Linked DNA regions of Mus musculus: region 2 is linked to region 1. A link is a contact called in public promoter capture Hi-C data. All regions are on one chromosome and are shown on one strand. Each heading gives the region's core, a stretch centred on a gene start, on an enhancer-like site or on the middle of the called end of the contact. The rest is flanking DNA. Distances are from core to core; before and after follow the strand shown. Region 1 holds the start of Prss42 (protease, serine 42). Region 2 holds the start of Pdcd6ip (programmed cell death 6 interacting protein).

What was found. Promoter capture Hi-C pulls out the DNA fragments that hold promoters and counts their contacts.
Region 2: a promoter capture Hi-C map of embryonic stem cells shows a contact between it and region 1, with 7 times the contacts expected there. The contact joins the promoter of Pdcd6ip here to the promoter of Prss42 in region 1. A contact is called at or near these places in 2 of 39 promoter capture datasets (embryonic stem cells and hippocampal neurons) and 1 of 115 datasets of contacts at active chromatin or transcription factors (astrocytes).

Annotation. Positions count from the first base shown.
Region 1 is chr9:110,796,428-110,800,002 of GRCm38.p6, reverse strand. It overlaps Prss42 (protease, serine 42), which reads right to left and starts at 1,818. Exons shown (of 5, transcript NM_153099.1): 1 at 1,595-1,818; 2 at 1,135-1,291; 3 at 583-845. The coding sequence starts at 1,805.
Region 2 is chr9:113,706,584-113,710,158 of GRCm38.p6, reverse strand. Pdcd6ip (programmed cell death 6 interacting protein) reads left to right here and starts at 1,900. Exons shown (of 18, transcript NM_011052.2): 1 at 1,900-2,260. The coding sequence starts at 2,052.

The DNA.
Region 1 (3,575 bases), core at 569-3,068:
TAGAGAGATGGCTCAGCAGTTAAGAGACCTGGGTTCACCTCCCTCAGCGTGTGGAGACTCACAACTCATATATAACTCCAGTCCCAGGGGGCGGTGACACCCAAGAGCTATCAGTCAGGCATTTGGTACACAGACATGCATGGAGGCAAAACACTTATAACACACCAAATAAAATAAATCAGATCTGGATATCCACACAGGAGAATTCCATCACATTTGGCCTTTGTCCACTGGGAAAGTAGCAATTCCTATAACCATTCAGCATACTGCCCCACAAATCTGCAAAAGGAGATTTGACACATTTCCAGTTCCCAGGAGAGAGGGATACCTTCTGTGGGCTGTCATCAGATGTTTGCGTTGTGACAAAAGATTTCAACACAAGACCAAGGATCACTTAAGCTGACCATGACCTTGATTTCTGCCAAACTGCCTACCCAACAACACACACACACACACACACACACACATACACACACACACAAACACACACACATGCCTGCCAAGGAGTCTGCTTCTCTTCTGTGCCCCTTGGGATCTTTTGTTTCTACCCCAGGAAGAAGGTCTTCTGAGCACCAGTCTTACCGCCTGGCACTAGTTTTCCCCATCCTGTCACCCAACATTTGGTCCCAGCTTTTACAGGAAAACTCTCTGAAGGGATGCAGACAGGGTATATGTTAGTGGTGAAATTCACAGGGTGTTGGAGCTTGAGAAGAGCAATATCATTTTTAACGACGATAGTTGTTGAGAACTTAGGGTGGACAAAGATGGTCTTGATGGGAATCACCAGACTTGTATTCTGTCGGTAGACACTCCGATCGCCCACCTTGACGTTGTACTGGATTCGGCTATGGAAAAAATGTGTTGCCTCGTTAGCCATGACCCCACCAAGCTCTCTTATACCCCTTCCACTCCGTCCCTGCTTCTCAACATGTCCCAAATCTCTATCATCCTGTGTCTGTCACTAAAACTCTTTATTAATCTCTCAACTGTTTTGCCTGTGCCACACCCTAAATATTTCTAGTAACAAGATGGTCATAGCACGGCCACCCCCTTCTTTTGTTCTGGAATGTTTCTGTCAGGCAGGTAGATTAGACAGCAGGGTTTCCCTCCAGATCCCTCCCCAAGACTCCTCACCTGTAAATACAATGGGCGGCAGTCAGCACCCACTGGGAATTGATGAGGGAACCTCCACAGACATGCATGTGCCTGACCCGAACGCTCACCTGCCAAGGCCACTTCCCCTCTTCAGCGTCTACCCCTCCCATGATCTTCATAAAGGGTTGGCCACACACTGAGGGAAGATGAAAAGAACTCATAAGCATTAGGCCCTCTCTTCATGTTAGCATTTCCACAGAAAAAAAACACGTTCCCCCAACGATAGCCAAGAAGTGTTGAACACCACAGGCACTTCATACCCTCAAGGCTTCAACATCATACAGGCAGTCATATCCCCTGAAGCCACCCAGAGGCAAGGCAACCGAACTCTACACAACAGTGGCCTGAGCGACACCCGTGACTCTCAGGGAGTCATTAGCTCTTAGTGTGGACCTTGACCCAGCCCTCCCCTTGCCACAGACAACCCTTACCAAATTACCTAAGGAAAAGTTCATGAAAGGAGAGCGGGTGGTAGCCTTGGACATGCGCACCCGGGTGGGTGGCGGTGGGTTGTCCCTCGGGGCTTCACTAAACCCTGAGGGGAAACCGGAAGTAGAGAGTACAGAGGCGGCTGCCCAGGCCTCGCAGGGCTTTGGCTGAAGGAGCAAGAGGAAGACTATGAGGCCCAGGGAGCCACCTCCGGACGCCATGTCATCACGTAGGCCACCCTCCATCTCCCAGTAAGGTGGCACCCGCTCCCCAGGCTCACGTGGCCGCCCTCCGTTCTGTCAGGAGAAACGGGCTCCGTGGAGGGCTGCAGGGAGGCGCCAGTGAGTCAGAGGCATCACAGCTTCTTGCTTTCAATCAGTTCATAGCACGCTGAGCACACCCCGGCCTGGGACAGAGGGAACAGCCATCCTTGATAGAGACCTCCCAATTCAGGACCCCTTACTTCCTGTGGAGCTTGGCTTAGAACTGATAAGGACAGAACTCTGGGAATGAGAGGGGAAGCCCTAGGTCTCCAAAGAGGCACCTCAAACCGAGATTCATTCACCAGACTTCTACTTGTAGGCTATTCTTCTCTCTGAGCTATGGGACAAGTTGAAAGAAAATTAGCAAATGTCCAGGCCTGGAGAGGTGGCTCAGTGCTTAAGAGTGCACAGTGCTCTTGCAAAGGACTGCTGTTCAATATCCACATGGAAACTCAACACCATTCTTAACTCCAGTTCCAGGGGATGGAGTGCCCTTCTCTGGCCTCTGTGGGCCCTAGGCATGTCCATACATGCAGGCAAAATACTCAGACACAGAAAATAAAAATAAATATATGTTCTTAAGTAAGCCACCAAAGATACTCATAAGTCAATCCATCTCTACTACTCTGTGTCCTTGGTGTCTTCTGTGGTAACTCACGGCTTTCTCTTTGCCGTCCTGATGCTCAGAGCCTTGATCTTAGGCATCATCCCTGTTGACCTGGGAGGATGGAGAGAGACAATAACAGCAACCTGTGACCTTCTGTGCTTCTCGACTTTCCCCAGCTGAAGGAGGAGGGCCAAATCAATTTATGTTTCAATGTCTTGGTGTGGGGGTTTAAGTAAGAATGGCCGCCACAGACTCACGTGTTTGAAAACTTGTCCCATGCGGAGTGGCAGTATTAGGAGGTGTGGCCTTGTTGGAGGAAGTGTGTCATTGCAGGGGCGGGGCTCAGGGGCGGGGCTTTGAGGTCTCCTGTGCTTAAGCTATGCTCAGTGTGGTTTAACAGTCACTTCTGCTGCCTGCAGACCACGATGTTGAACTCTCCTCCTCCGGCATGTCTGCCTGCATGCTGCCATGTTTCCCACCATGATGAAAATGAACTAAACCTTCGAAACCGTAAGCCAGCCCCAGTTAAATGTTTTCCTGTATAGGAGTGGACTGGGGAAAGGGCACATTCTTTAGGGTGCTCTTTCGGTCACAAGAGGGGTGGGAAAGCAGGTCATCCATCCCAATAGTTGCACCCCCACCCATCAGAAACCCTCTGCTTTCAAACTGTTTCTTTTTGAGACTGGGTCTCTCGCGTATGCAGAGAAGCCTCTCGACTCTCTGTGCAGCCAGAAAGGACCTAGAACGTCAGATCCTCCTCCCTGCACCTCCCTGTACTGGAACTACAGGCACCACCACACCAAGCTTATGCAGGGATATTTAAAACAAAAAATGGGCTGGAGAGATGGCTTAGTGGTTAAGAGCACTGACTGCTCTTCTGAAGGTCCTGAGTTCAAATCCCAGCAACCACATGGTGGCTCACAACCATCCGTAATGAGATCTGGCACTCTCTTCTGGTGTGTCTGAAGACAGCTACAGTGTACTTGGATATAAATAAACCTTAAAAAAAAAAAAAAAAAAAAAAAAAAAAAAAAAAAAAACCTGGGTGGTGGTTGCACATCCTTTTAATCGCAGCACTTAGAAGGCAAGAGGATCTCTTTAAGTTCAAGGCCAGCCTGGTC
Region 2 (3,575 bases), core at 651-3,150, 2.9 Mb before region 1:
TTCAACTGTCCTGAAAGGTGTTTTATAGCTTGTCTGTTCAGAATAGGATCTGGGGCAGGCTGTAATGTCCACAAGTTTTGCTTTTTTAATTTTTTTTATACAACCATTGTTTTTTTTTTTTTTCAGGCCGATACATTTTGAAGCGTATACACCAGTTATGCTCTGAAACGTCACAGAATTTCTTATTTCGCCTGTTGTATTTCTTATAAATTGTGTGATCTGGCACTGGAGAGATGGTTCCCCTGTTAAAGCACTAGCTGCTCTTCCAGAGGACACAGGTTCGATTCCCAGCACCCATATGCAGCTCATCATTTCTGAAACTCCAGTTCCAGGGGATCTGATGCCCTCTTCTTACTTCAGGGGGCATCAGGAACAAACATGGTACACAGACATACATGCAGAAACCCATATATGTGTGTGTGTGTGTGTGTATATATATATATATATGTATATATATATATATATAATAAAAAATGAAAAAAATTGCGTGTTTGATGTGAAGGCTTGATAGATTCAAGTTAGTTTTGCCTGGAATGTTTCATGGACGATATTGTTCATCAACATTTGCTCCATCAAGAGTGGTGAGATGGCTCAGCAGGGAAAGGTGCTTGCTGTCAATCATGCCCACCTGAGTTCCACCCCTGAGACCCACGTGGTAGAAGGGACTGATTCCAGAAGTTGACCTCTGACCTCTGAGTACTCCCCAATAAATAAACCATAATAAAAATAAACAGTAAAAATACCAGACTTGTCTTCTGGGAGGCCTTCAAGAAACATTCTATGTATGTGCGCGTGAGGGCTGGCCCCAGAGGAGGCCCCAAGAGGGTGATGGGTCGCCTTGAGTTACAGGTGTTGAGTGTGTTCCTAAAGAGGCTACTGGGAACCCAGGTCGGCCTCTCACTCAGGCAGAGCAGCAAACAGTCTTTAACTGCTAATCTATTTCCCCAGTTACCCAGGGAGGCCTTTGTAAAAAATATAAAAAAAATTGCTTAAGTACGACTGATTGTACTAAATAGATTCTAGACACTGACTACAAGTTTCATAATGATTTGTGGTGTCACTCTTCAACTTCCTTTCATTCTAGTCTCTACTTCCCTTTTAAGTTCTGGATATGGGATACTCGTGCTTTAGGTCTGGGGCCTCTTCCCACTTAAGTCTCTCCACCCGTGCTCTCTTTTAATGTCAAATTGCGAGTATTCTTTTAAATTCATCTTCTGGGAGGATGTTTCTTAAATTATCTTGCTTATGCTATGTTCTTCTAAGAGATCTCTTTTTACGTACCTTACTACCGACTGTGTCCTTACCTGGAAGACTGCACGAAGGCAGGGACTTTTTCTACTTTTGCCCTGGGGGGTGGGGGTGGGGGTAAGGCTGCACACACAATGGACCTTCAACCGCACATCACAATACTCCCCAGGGTCTGGTCTCATAGGAGAAAGCATAACAAAGGAGCATTTCACCACCGGGCAGAATATATTGACCTATAAAATTAATTTTTGTAATAAAAAAGGAAAAATACAATCAATTAAAAATATTTTAAAAAGAAAAATAGAGCAGAATCTAAGGAGAATTTAAAATCTTCTTGAGCCGGGTGGTAGTGGCGTATGCCTTTAATCCCAGCATTGGGGAGGCATAGGCAGGAAGATCTCCGCGAGTTCGAGGCCGGCTTGGACTACAAGTCAGTTCCAAGATAGCCAGGGCTACACAGAGAAACCCAGTCTCGAACAAAACAACCAAACCAAACCAAAATAACCAAAAGAATCTTTTTGAAAATTTAATCATCGCAGTAGGCTACCGCCTGATCCCACCACGCAGGCGCCGCACAGGCGAGCCCAGGTGAGCGACGCTTTGGTGGCACCATCACGTGACCGAGCGGCGCGCCCCTCCGACTGCGCCTGCGCGGGGGCTCCCGGAAGTGGCCAGCTCGAAGCGCTGGCGGCCCAGTCCGTCGGCCCGTCGGTCCGCTCCTCCGCTGCCGGTGCCGAGCGCGCCTAGGCCGTGGTCGCTGTCCCTCCGTCTGTGCGGCCCGACGCGGCGGCCGGGCGCTCACCATGGCGTCGTTCATCTGGGTGCAGCTGAAGAAGACCTCGGAGGTGGACCTGGCCAAGCCGCTGGTGAAGTTCATCCAGCAGACGTACCCGAGCGGCGGCGAGGAGCAGGCCCAGTACTGCCGTGCGGCCGAGGAGCTCAGCAAACTGCGGCGCTCGGCGCTCGGTCGCCCGCTGGACAAGCATGAGGGCGCCCTGGAGACGTTGCTGAGGTGGGCCCGGGCGGCGGGGCTCCCTCCCAGCCTCCCTTCCTGTCCCCGCTCCCCTCCCCAGCCTCGCTTCCTCCTCCCTTCATAGCCTTTTCCTCTCCCCCGCGCCTGGCCTCCACTCTGACTCAGGCCAGCAGCGTAGGTGTGGTCAGCATTCTTTCCTGGTGAGAGGACTCATAACCCTGTCCTCCCTTCCGAGTGCCTTCTGTCACCGAGGCTCCTTACCTGGGAGGACGTCTGCCGTGTAATGATCTCTCTGGTTACAGCCGTTTGACCGGTTTTCACTTTTTGGGTGTTACAACTGGAGTCTCCCTTTTACAATCCCTGTTTGTGACTTTATTGGACCACGTCTAGATTTCCTAATAATAGTTACGAAAGGGAAGGGAGAGAATTTGGACACTAAACCAAATGTCGGTGACTTATTATATTGTTCACTTGAAGTAAGTCATCTCATGTTCCAATAATCAAGTGACAGACTGACAGTTGTAAAAGTTAGGAGCTACAGTCGTTTGAAAGAAAACTTGAATGACATAGTAGACCGCTGAGACTGGTTACTTAAAAATCTTTTGACACGGGCGTATGCACGTATGGAATACCCTGGTCCTTTTTGCAATTGGTGACAACCCAGGTACTTGATAATGATAACATTTCCGTGATACCTTATGATCCAATTTCTGGTAATATGATCTTGTTTCATGCAAGGGACGCTGGTGGATTAGGGTGGGAACAGAGCTGTCCAGAGACACCCCTTAGTTTTGGCATCATCTTGCTCCCGTGATGTTTCCTGCATGTGTTGCCAGATGGCCACTAGCAGCCCTTACCGTAGTTAGAATGGCTCCCAGCACTGAGTAGACTTTATCTGTTGACAGAGTGAGGAGCCAGATTTCAAACAGTTCTCTCACGAGAGTTTTAGAGTGGATTTGCTTTAAAGTGCCCGAGTTTTGTAAAACTGTAAGGAACGTCTGCGAGTGCTGGGGTTAGTCACACAGTGCTTGTCTGCGGGTGGTATATGTGGCCTGTGTATCCAGCGGCTGTCTCAAGTGCTTGATGCACATTGTATCATCCGTGCCTCTAAGGCAGTGGTTCTCAAACTGTGGGTCACGGCCCCTTTGGGGTGACGTATCAGACATCCTGCATATCAGATATTTATATTACCATTCGTGATAGTAGCAGAATTACAGGTATGAAGTAACAACAGATTTTATGGTTGGGCGTCACTACACCAGGAGGAGCTGTATTAAAGGGCAAAGCATTAGAAAGGTTGTGAGCCATTTCTGTGAGGGAAGCTTTGCCTTCGCCTTACAAGTCTTCAGACAAT